2 separate regions of the Anas platyrhynchos genome follow, and region 1 is linked to region 2. A link is a contact called in public Hi-C data. All regions are on one chromosome and are shown on one strand. The core of a region is the stretch at or near the end of the contact, and the rest is flanking DNA. Distances in the headings are between cores, read along the strand shown. Region 1 holds the start of PDLIM5 (PDZ and LIM domain 5). Region 2 overlaps PDLIM5 (PDZ and LIM domain 5).

The links. Hi-C and Micro-C count contacts between places; a contact is called where the count stands out from the background.
Region 1: a Hi-C map of small yellow follicle shows a contact between it and region 2, with 2.2 times the contacts expected there. The contact joins the promoter of PDLIM5 here to the enhancer-like site in region 2. A contact is called at or near these places in 3 of 8 Hi-C or Micro-C datasets (F5 follicle, liver and small yellow follicle).

The regions. Positions count from the first base shown.
Region 1 is chr4:12,650,521-12,656,550 of IASCAAS_PekinDuck_T2T, forward strand. It overlaps PDLIM5 (PDZ and LIM domain 5), which reads right to left and starts at 3,334. Exons shown (of 13, transcript XM_027455589.3): 1 at 3,038-3,334; 2 at 510-645. The coding sequence starts at 605.
Region 2 is chr4:12,584,000-12,590,112 of IASCAAS_PekinDuck_T2T, forward strand. All of the region lies in intron 3 of PDLIM5 (PDZ and LIM domain 5), which reads right to left. Among named protein-coding and RNA genes, the nearest start is that of PDLIM5, 67 kb to the right of the region's middle. Within about 2 kb of position 2,577, at least 4 of the 8 cell types and tissues checked have an H3K27ac peak or open chromatin away from gene starts, as enhancers often do. A contact at or near this core is called in F5 follicle and small yellow follicle, where this site is marked.

The DNA of each region.
Region 1 (6,030 bases), core at 2,084-4,583, 67 kb after region 2:
TGATGAGTCGCTATTTGTAAATTCTGTCATTTAAGTGCCTTTTTATTGCAAATAGTGGGATTTGCGAGAACAGACACCAGAAGATTCTCTAACTGTTAAGGGCTGAATAAACAATGGGAGCATGAGCGTTTTTTCTCCGCTGCCTCCCATGTGAACTGCACAGGCTCAGCCCCACGCAGAAAACAGCCCGTTTCCTGCCAGCCTCCCATTGCTGTTCTCTGAGGGTGCGCAGGGAGGGGAAATCAAGGGTGCTTGCTGTTTGCTTCATTGCACAAATAAGAATGTGGATAAAACAGCCATCTCTGATGAAAACGTACAGTTTCCTTGGAGCCTTCAAACTATGCAGAAGACGTATTTTACCAGCTTTGTCCCCACCGGCAAACAGCCCTCTGTGCCATGGGGCAAGTTGAGCCCAGCACCCGTAATTCATGGCTCTGCAGTCTGAAGGCTGCAGGCAGAGCACAGCATAACAGACAACTGCACACAAGCAGAGAGGTAAATGCACTCACCCGAGAGATGGACAGGGGCATGTTGAAATCCTTGCCACCTTGGAGCCTGAAGCCCCAAGGAGCCGGGCCGACAAGAGACACGGTGTAGTTGCTCATGGTGTTCAGTGTTCAAGGATCCAAGCCAAAGAATCGATGCCTGTGGAAGAGCATTATGCTTTTAATTTAAAGAAAATAAAAATAAAAGGCACTGTCTACCATTTTAACATCTTTATTTCCATACAATAAGAACAGCCAAAAATCCATACCAGGTCTGTCATTACTTATACTTTTATTCCTCATACACTGTTGTCCTCAATAGCTTAGGAAGAAGCATAAGGAGCTGTTAACACGGGTTTAGGTCTTAAGATCTCTGGTGCTAAAGAACTTGGATCTCAAGAGAGGCACATAAACATTTGACAAGTATTTCTTACTAACAGAATATTGAGGGGAGGGGGGGCAAACCTCAATGTTGGGACAAGCATGAATTGATAATATCCATTAAATCCAAGTACAGAAGAAACTCCCAGCACCGACACATTCATTTCTAACAAAATAAGTACCACATGCTGAAATGTCATCAGCTCAGAACTTGTTTCTAAACACATTATGGTCTGACAGCTTTAAAACGATGTCAAAATGTCACAACTTTGAGGTTAATCAGAAGAAAATAAAAACCCTGACTTTGTTTTTGCAGCGTAACTTTATATTGGTGTAACAATGCTACAGATGAAACACATGTTAACAACAAGACTCACATTTAGCAAAGTTAAAATACTCACAGCTGCATCTTAATGCTGGGGAAGAAAAAAAAAAAAAAAAAAAAAAACAAAGCGAAGCCCAAGTATCTCCCTCCCCTCCGCACAAATGCCGGCAACAAATTACCTTTAAAAGGCAACCTCTGCACTTAATTGCCGCTCAGAGTCAGAGATAAGGGCTTCAGTTTCACCTCAGATAAGTAACATTACAATGACATCTTAGGTAGTGGATCCCATCTATTTTTGTATGGTTGAAGCGAGGCAAAGTACACACCAGTGTGCGCGGGTGTAAGCCTACACTGTAGCACAGCCGGATTCCAGGCTCGTGCATTGACATTTAAGGTGGCACCCCAGTCAAACTGGAGAAAGCAGGCTGCAGACCCACTAAGCTGAGTGTGACCTCTTCACACACAGGTGGGAGATTTTATTTTATTTTTTTCTTTTTGAGGCAGTAGATTTTGAAAATGCAGCCCAGCCTCGCCGGCTGCCCAAGGTGCCACCGCAGCCATGTAGGTGCACGGAAGGACATTTAAAGTCACTCCCCAAGAGGTGTCGGTAGCACATGTTTCTGGGTTCACCTCACAGAACCACAGAGACCTGCTGCTCTAAATCATAATTTCTCAGTCTGACAGCAGAACTTGCAGCCATGCTCACGCTGACGGCCATTCAAATAAGCCAAGCACAGCTGCTGGCCTGAGGTGGGACAAGGAGATAGCTCTGAGGATGCAGAAGCTGAGCTACCTGGGCAGCTCTGGCCCCATGAGCTGTCTCAGCACACCCTGAAATGCCTCAGCAGGCACTGGTGTATGTAGAGAGGAGCGCACACCCTGACCCTTCCTGCAGCTGGAGAGGAGGAAGGAAAGAGAAAGCCTCCACTGAGTGCGAGCTGGGTCTCTCCCTCAGCACGGAAGCAAGAGCTACAACTCTACCTCCTCCTGAAAAGAGGATTTCAATTAGTCACAGGCTTCTTTCTGTAGGAAAGTAGCAACGCCTTTCGTTCCCTCTGAATGAGGTCCACCCTGGTGACAGGTCACCACAAACCACAGCCACATCTAGCGAGTGGCACACATGCCAGAAGCAGAAGGCTTTACCTAGCAGCCCAAATTGGGGGAAGAAAAAATTGCACAAGCCTTCAAAGTGTAACAGCTAGTTACAGTAACACCATTAGGAAAAGGTTAAGTTACATTAGGAAAGGACACAGGGTTTTTTCCTCCCTGTTCAAAGCAAACAGAGTTGGGAAGAGACTGCTGGCTGAAACGCTGAGCACGGCTCTCAGCATCCCTCACCTTTCCTTTCTCACCCCCTCGATTCTGCCGTGCCCGCACCTCCAGCCTTACAAACTGAGCAGGAAGACCCCGAAGGACCCCCCCAAATTTAATGCCACGCACTTCTTACAGCACGCCAGGGCAGCACCTACGAGAAAGCGCTACAACCCACCAACCCCGCCTTGCACAACCGAGCAGCCAAGGGCGAAATTGTGCAACTTGCGCCTATTTTATCAAACTCTCGCTGGCTCGGGCCACAGCAGGGGGGGAAACTTCAAAACGCAGAGCCGGCACGGACCCCAAGCCCCAGCTATCGCTCCGAGGCTCCCCCCAGCAGCTCCTGAGCCCCGTGCCGAGCCGTGCCAAGCCGAGCCGAGCCAGGCAGCCCGTCCCCGGGGCAAGCGACCCAGCGGCACCCCGTATCCATATAGACACGGGGGGCACCCCCCAGCCCCACTCGGGACCACGGTAACATTACAGCCCACGGCGAAATTAAGCTACGAGAAGCCCCGCGGAGTTTCAAACCCACCGCCCAACCTGCCGGCTCTCCGCTCCTCCTCCTCCTCTTCCTCGCCCCTTCGCCTCTCGCTCACCACCCGGTGCCTGCAGGGCGCGGAGCGGCGAGGACACCCGCGGCGTCTGCCGGGCGGCGGCTCCGTCCCCCCGCTCTTGTTTGCACTTCCGTCTGCTGCTGCTCCTCCCCCGGCACGGCAAGGCTCGGTTTGGCTCAGCACGGCTTGGCTCGGCTGGGCTCAGCACGGCAGGGACGGGGGCAGGGGCGGGGCGCGCCCGGAGAGGGGCGCGGAGCTGGAAATCCTCAAATGCACCGCTGCCGGGCGGCCCTGGAGTTCGTTATCATTATTAATTATAAATAATAAACATTTTTGAATAGGGAAATGCGCTTTTTCTGTTTTCTTTATTTTTTTTTCTTATTTTGCTTTGCGCACATCTGACTACAGGCACACCTGCGAAACGCAAGGGCTAACGAAAGGGTGCTGGGTCTCTGCACACTGCCGCCCCCAAAAGTGTCCCCCCCCAGCACACAACAGGCACCGTATGAGTAGACTGCAACAGCTGTCTTACAGGGAAATTTCTCCAAAAAGGGCAAAACTTTGCTTTATTTTCAACAGAGTAATATAACAGGGATCTAAGCGCCTCCCAAAGTACATCAAAGCTGAGAACAGCAGTGAGGCAGGAGAAGTGCTTAACCAAAAGACAATGCTGGCACGAGAACACATGGGTATAAAGTGACCACGAATAAATTCACTTAAGAATCAATAAGGAGGAAAGGGAGGTTTCTGTAGGAGTGGGTGCGAGGAATCAAACTGGTTTTAAAATGAAGCTTGATCAGATTATGAAAAGAGTTTCGCCATGGGCTTGCCTGCCAGCAGAACAGTTATTTGTCACAAAGACTTTCAGACTGACAACCCACAGCCTCGTTTGGTCAGAGGCAGGCCAAGCAGCATGCTGCAGTGCTTTACTGACCTGCTGGCTGATGCCTTGCAGTCGGTAGAAGCAGGGTGAAGATGCAGCAGCGATAACACTGCAGGCTCAGCTGTGTCTCACAGCTGAGGGAGGCTTGAGGTTCCCTCCCTTCTCTGTTTCCCATTCATTAAAAGTGATTACAAATGAAAGTGGTTGGGAAAGAGACAGGCATCTCATTAGCAGCAGCAGCACCATAACTGCAATAATTTCAATCTGCTCTTCAAGCATAGATTTGCTGTGGAGAAAGAGTGCAGAAGAAAGGTTTAAATCTGAGTTTATCACAGCCAATGCAACACAATTCTTTACCATGATCCTGCCCAGCCTATCTGTCCTTGTTTAAGAAAAGGGTGGCACTGTTCCTCATCCTCCCAGTCTTAGTTTTGTGAGCTTTATTAAAGGGGTTTTAATGTTGTTCCAGGGAGCTGTGCACCTCCTCAGCTGTCCTGACTGAGCCAAGTGCCTCCCCCTCACACCACATCTCAACAATAAAAGCATCCAAGACCCAGACTAATACACCAGAACAACTCTTCTGGAAATCTGTCCTCCTTACCCTGCTCTGTTCACATTAAAAATGTCTTTAATCTGGCAAAACTGAAAATCCCCATTACACACACACTCTCTCACATGACTTTAATTCATGGAGGTAAAAATTCCCCATCCCAGGGATTTTTCATTGTGTCACAAGGACCTTAGGTCACCCTCATGCTGTTTCATTTATTAGAGGAGAAAGAGCTCCAGGACCCTGCTCCCCAGTGTGACCCACGTGGTGCCTCCAAGGTCAGCATGTCCCTGTGTCAGCCGGCTGGGCAGCAAGCTGCTCACAGCTCACCGGAGCACATAGCCCAAAGTTTTGCACTTATCCTGGGCTACCAGCTAGCCATATCAACAAAAACTATCCTTTTCCACTTCATTTCTCCAAAAGCCTGTGGTTTTTATTTGTAGATGAATCACTTGCCTGAGCTAGGTGGGGACAGGCTATCTCAGGACTAGCTCAGCAGGACTGAGGAGGAACTCACAGGGAGGCTTTGGCTGGTGGGCATCCTTAGTGCCACCGTGCCCACCTTGTGTTGTGCCAATCCATCACATCCTGGCCACCATTGCTCCCAGCTGATGGTCTTTGGGGCTATCACCACTTCTCCACAGCCTGATCCGCTTGTGACAAATGAGCCTGTTTTCCCTCACATCCTCCAGAGGCTGTTTGAGACCCCATCATTCTTGGTCTACTTTCAAATATTCTCCTCTTTGAGAAAGCTTTTCGTTAGGGCTGAATGGTGAAAAGGAGAGATAGCGAGTGGAAGACAAACCTCAGCAGCAGTCAGAACCATGGCCTGCCTGTTCTTCCTACTGCCGCCGTGTTTCAGACAGAGCTTGCATTTTTTCCCCCCTGAATGAGGAAGGAAGAAGTCTGGAAATTAATTAAATGCAGTAGTCAGCTAGCCACGCAGATGCAGCCTATCTCAAAATTACTCAGGCACTTAAGTCTTGTTTAAATGCTAATGAAATGCCTTAGGTGCTGGGTAATGGGTACTGCAGAACCTGCTGGAGAACATCACCTGCGGTCCTGAAGTACACAAAGGAACTCATAAATGCAAAAAGAGACCATAAATTATGAACAGATTAACAATGCACTGTGAAATAATTCCCAATTAAACTGCAGTTAATCTAACACTTGCTTTCTGTGTGCTGAGACAGAGAACTGCAGGCTGTGCTTGTGCTGCACTACTACTTTCACTTTTGCTTTTCTTCCAGAGGTAACGTTATTGCAAGTTGTAGTCAGTGTGCAGCTGGATCCAGCATGAAGTAACCCTCTCTTTAGGGTTCATTCACTCTAAATGTGAATTAAGAATGTGAATATCATCCCTGGCCTAAGAGCTTATTCCAAGATAACTCTCTGCCCAGCAATGAAATGCATTAGGCATGTTCTAAGTGTTTCTGAGAAGCTGAGGCTGCAGTCAGCTTTTTGACAGGGTGAGCTTTTATGCTACAGTCGTGGTGAATCCTAAACCGCCTCAAACTGATGTCTTTTACTTTTACTTT
Region 2 (6,113 bases), core at 1,327-3,826:
ACTGAAAGCTTCCTTTTAGAACAATAAAAGTCCTTCTAAACAGCTTAGCAACTTAAATAATACAGGAACTTTTGGTATATTCTCTGGCCTTCAAAGGTAAACTTAATATCACTTGAACTCCACAGTAGATAGCAAAAAAATTTCTTCCAAACAATGAGTACATTGAGACTGCCACTGGGTGGTGGGAAGTAAAGGAAGTATCATAATGGAAAGGGCGAAGAAGATAAAGAATTAACAGATTTCATTATACCTAAACTGAATTTGCAATATGTGATAGGTAAAAGCATCTCACTTGATTTATTGTCTTTTCAGATTTGCATGCATGTATGTGCAAAAACACACACCCTGATTTTTTTTTTTCAAAAGCAATAGAACAACAAAAAGTCCAACTCACTGACATTTTGTCTGACAACACTGCTGCTGATACAATTTAGTCTTTTCTTGATGTTTTGGTAGAAAATTGCTTTCCTGCCACATTTCAAAACATTTCTGGCCATATTTGGTAGCTGCTCAGAGAGCTGGGAACTTTATTGGTCAAAGCAACATTAATCATATCCTGCCTGAAATCATGCAAACCTGATTTCCTAAAAATCTTCTAAAAAGGGTTTTGCTGAACTGAAGCTGAGTTATCATATCTAAAAGAAAGTTTGCCAATGAGGCAAAAAAGTTTGTTTGGAGAACAGGGAACAGAAGCTACATTTTAATTAAACACATCTACTGTATAAACCAGCCTTACTACTCTAGCAGTGAAAACATGGACAGCTAGATTTGAAGTAGGCATGCTGTCCCATATAAGTGATGTCTTCTCAACTTTTAACAAATATATTTTTTCCTTATTAATAGCTGATTAAAATGTTTACTTCATTTAGTTGTTCCCTGAAAGCCATTTGGCTCACAAGGCCCATCTGATACCAACAACAGCCTTCCTGTTGTTCAGGTCCAGCAACTAGCTTACAAAAAAAAAAAAAAAAGGAGATGAATATAAACCCACATGCTACATTATCAAAATAAATAAATAAATAAACAAATAAGGAAAAAAGCAGAGAATAATGAGGAAAAAAAAACACAACATAAACCACATAAACCAATAACTACAGTTCACAAGAATATCATTTTCTGCACTTTGCCTTCATCATTTGTGCATCGTCAATGACATGCATCATGTCCACATCAACAATAATTCTCAGATAGAGCGTTTCCCTGCTCTGAGGAAGAGGTCTGTTCTCCGGTTTCCCACAGAGTTTGCAGCCTATGAGAACACTGACCTCTGGCCCTCCAAAGCACCAGGGTGCATCGTTAATCATGCCTAATTGTGGACTTGTCAATTTGCAGCGACAAAAGCAACAAGAAGAAAAAAAATGCCAACACATATGGAACTCTTCTTTCTTTTTTAAAGACTAGAGTAGAAGATTCTTCTGTATTTTAGGTATGCATTTTATAATAAAGTAACTTGCAATGTTTTGTATATTTATTAAACCGATCTAACAGTTAGAAGTAGAAAGATATTCACTATTCAAATCAACTCCCAAATTTCATGGCTGGGGAAAAAAAAAGTTTGCAAATGTTAGACCCTGAAGTTTCAGTCTACAAGAGAAATGCACTTCATTAGTTTTACAAAATAATTAAATTTAAGTTTGCAATGTATGAGATGGCTCTGCGCTCACCTATACAGCACTTAACAAAAATTATTTCAAACACTATTTCCAGATGATCTGAAGAGATTCTTCAAAATTAGTCTTTAAAAATGCCATTAAAAAGGGGGTCAGAGGGAGGGGGGGCTTGATAACTACAATGTTTCCAATGTTCTTTTAACATTGGAGCCAGACAGCATAACATTGCTTTATTTCCCCCAAACATACTTGAAACAAGGACATAAATTTGCGTGTCCCAGACATACTTCAAACAGTTTAGCTTGGCCTTGTTGACTTCAGACCATAATCAGACTAAAATCTGTGATTTATCCAGCGTTGCATAAAGAAAATGCTCACCCAGCAAACTGAGCCACCAGGATCTGAATGTGAAAAATGCACGGTGGTTAGACAAGACAGTACAAGAGGAAAAGCACAGTTCATGTTGAAGAGCAAAACACGTCCATGTCCAACACATACATTTACGAAAACACTTGCTACAGTGCTTACATCTTGGCTATTGCCCTTGGAATTGGGAAAGATATTACAAAATCTGTAGAGCAAGAAATAATTTAACTACAGAATCTTGCACTTTTTTTTTTTTTTTTTTAAAGCTGTTAGCATGTAGTTTCCCACCTAGCAATTAGATGTTAAGATTTCATGCTACTTTGGTTAAGCGGGGTGATGCAGTGATACCTGATGATAGAGGCTTTCAGAAGGAGATGACGTTCCTGCCCTGTTACTACTCATTAGAAAAGCAGGACAGCTTGAAGCAGGGTATTTTCTGAATGATTTCAAGCTGGCAGTTCAGTATATGAGTTTGTGTAATATTTTTTGTAACATACAAACAAAACAAAGACATGAAAGCTCAGTATAAATGCTTATTATAAACAGTGCACACAAAAGACCTTGGCTAATGGTTGCTGGAGCGAGCTCCAGGCTTCCATCTCCTTACAAATTATTACAGACAGTGAAAATACAGTCAACAGCGGTCAGTTACTGACAGCCAGGATACTGAAAATGAAAGTGCACAATGTTTGTGCACACTTTGCCATCACAGATGTTTGCTCTTTCAAAAAAAAAAAAAAAAGATATATTTAGTCTGTGTAAACAGCTCATTTCGACCAGACAAACATGATCAAATTTGTTCTCCAAACATCCCACAAGCTGTTCCTCTCCAATGAATACTTTTGTGACATTTAATGCAATTCAAAACATTCCAACTTCCAGCACAGCCTTATTAGGGAAATGAATTAGTCTGCTCCTGCTATAAGCAGCGTGCCTAGCAAAAACTGTTCATTCTTTAAATTCTCCCTGTATTTATTTCCCCTTCCAAGTATTTCACCCACCAAAAAGCCACAAGCAACATAACTGAATCCTTCCATAATCACTAATATCTGGAAACCCCCAACTAAAGCTATGAGTCCAATTTGGTATGTCATCTCTAAAAATCGATCACCAACAAAACACTGTAATCTCACTGATTAGCGTTAGAGAATTAAATTCAAGGCAAAGCAGAGGCCCAAGCCCCTGGCTGCTAAACTCATAAAGCTTTATCTAACCTAAGCTAACCTAAAACCCAGAAGAAGAGTTTCAGATTTGTCTCTCCTGAACTCCATTAAGGTTCCACCATCACCAGTCTCCTTAGTAAAGGCGCTACATGGTAAACCACCAGGACATATCTGCACGTATCAACCCCTTTAAAAACAAAGGGAACACAGAATACCTGCAATAAAATAGGTATTGTGTTTGTTTTGTTTTGTTTTTGTATCTCTGTAACTTAAAGAATTGCTCAAACTCCAGTCTGAGATACAAGAGGAGAAGAACACAAAATCTTCATTCATAAAATGAAGTCAAGGCTGGAAGACTTTCTACAGAACTGTATTTGTTGGTCTGAACTGAAACTTTCTAATAGGAGGAAAGAAGAATGGAAGGATTTTTTTTTTCCTCTTATTTTGACAACTAACTCCTTCTTCAGGGTATAGTTTCTGGCAGCAGACACTACATCCCTGAAAAGCCAATGCTCAGATCTTCTTGCTGAAAACCTCATCTTTTAATGGTTTTACCACTGTAGCCTGCAGTTATGTTTTTTTAGTTGTTGTTGCTTTTGGTTTTGAATCATCGTATTTCTAGACATCAACCAGCTGACAGGGCAGAAAGCTAAATGCATTTGCTTTTTATAAGATAGCCAACTCTCATGAAAACATGAAAATGACAAGCAGAAAATGTTTAACATTATATATAATAAGCTATGACTTTTAATAGAAGCTATGTGAACCAAAACAAATGAAGATGTAATTTAAAGCACAGAAAAAAGAAAAATCCAAATTTTTTTTTCCCTAGTCCAAAGCCCTTTCCCCACTGCAGACATAATTCAGCTCCTACAAATTCTGTATCACAAGAATGGAAGAGAAGAAACATTCCTAATCTTGCTTCTTGTTGCAGCTTATGCATTATTGGAAACATTGGCCTTACGTTAAAAACATGAGTCATCTGCCAGGTAGTATACATTGCAACTACACTCCCCACAGCTTTGTAGAAATGGACCCACTGCCCCAGCTGACACGAATCAGCTAGATTGGTGCTCTAGAGATCTTGCTATGACAAACACCTGCAGCCCAGAAACTGTAAACCCATGTACATCCCCACACAGAGAAAAGAAGAGGTAACCAAATTATCATTAAGCATGGAAACTTGAGAACTGGAAAGTGTTGCAGTCATTGCAAAAAGATGATTTTTTTTTCCCTCCTTTAAAAACAAAACAAAAAAACAAAAAACAAAACAAAAAAAAAAAAAAAAAACACAGTGCAATGTTTTCCAAACTGTACTTTGGTCATGGTGCTTGGTAGCATACCAACAGGCTGCTATGATGGTTGTCAATCACATTTTCTCTCATAAGCCATTACCTGTTCTATTTCAGTCCATTAGTCTTTATTTTGTTGAACATGCCAAATAATGACAAATGTGGAAGGAGGAAGACTGAATGCTCATTTGCTTTTTTAAAAGATAATGGTATTTCAGATGCCAAGTACATCAAGGACTCTTAGTGCTAAATTCTTATTCTGCAAGCTAATTTGTATATTAAAAATGCATATTTCTCCTCTTGTCCTACAAAAACAGACTGCAAAGCTGTCAACTCAAATATTAAAATATTAAAATACAAACACCAGTGTGAGACACAATTGTCTCAGCTTTAAGAAACAAAATATTGAAGAGAGTTTATGTTCATGCTCAGTTTAAATCTGAAATGGCAGAAAAGGAGCTCTTCAGTCAGGTGGGCAATATTTAAACAGCTTGTATCTTTAAACCCAATTTTGAATGAGTTGTTATTTAGGCTTTCAGGTTTCACACTTTTTGCTGAGGTGTATTTAATGGAGTATGTTAAGATTACTAGTATTTAGTTCTTTATATAATAGTATGTCAAGATAATATTTGTCATCTCTGAAACAGTACTTTGTCATGTTTTGCCTAGGAATATGAGTTTATGAATCATCCAACACATATTCCATTTTCATTAAGTTTAAGGCTGAAAATTAATATAATGTAAGTTAATATAATGTAAGCATCAGCATTTTGCATTTGGTATATGCTAAACATGTTCACATCCCCAGACCATGCAGTCCTCAGCACTTTGGATTAAGATGAAGCATAAAGCCAGGTAAAAGAAAGAAAAATTATGTCCTTGCTTTGCTGCTCACTTGATAGTCAGCCAAATCAAACGTAGGTCCCTATCGAATTTAAATAAGGTTGGGGATTTCATTATTATGTGCTAAAATAAGCAGTTCTGACATTTTAGGAGAGGAAGAAACTGCCCTCTGCTTTGGTATTCCTGCCCACAAAGGATTAGTTGTTTTCAAGACCTCCCAAAGGCAACCACCGCTCATAGTCTCATTCCTGTGGTCTGTGGCAACCCTACTAAACGCATTTGTAAAGAGAGTTTAAGTGCAGTCAGATAATATTTTATTCTATTAAGGCAAAGCCAAAAACAAACTAAAAGTTAAGGGAAAAAAATCCTGTGGAATATATCTCACCTTCTGACTGACAAAGATTTCCAAAACCATGCTTTTCACTCTTGTAATGACACAAGGTTTAGAAACCTGCAGGTATCATGCATACAACCAGCACTGGACCAGCAGAGGTATGTCTGTCTGTACCTGCCCATGACTCCTTGGCCAGAGTCAAGACAGGAAAACCATCCCCTGTATTAAGCACGGTATTTGTGCTACAATCTTTCCGGCAGATCTGTAGGCGACTCAGGGTGTCCAAGTCCTGTCAAGTTCAGGAGGCAGGGATCCTACCTTGTCACTGCTTAACAAGTGATGGGAAAAATAACATCTCATCTATAAGATTTGCCCATGCATTTCCTTCAGTGATGGTGGTCACTTCCATTAGTTCTAACTTATTATAACTAATTTTTATTATTTATTTATTTAGCATTCCCAAAGCTATTTTGCCAAGTAACAGTATATAACAGTTAAGTGCAAA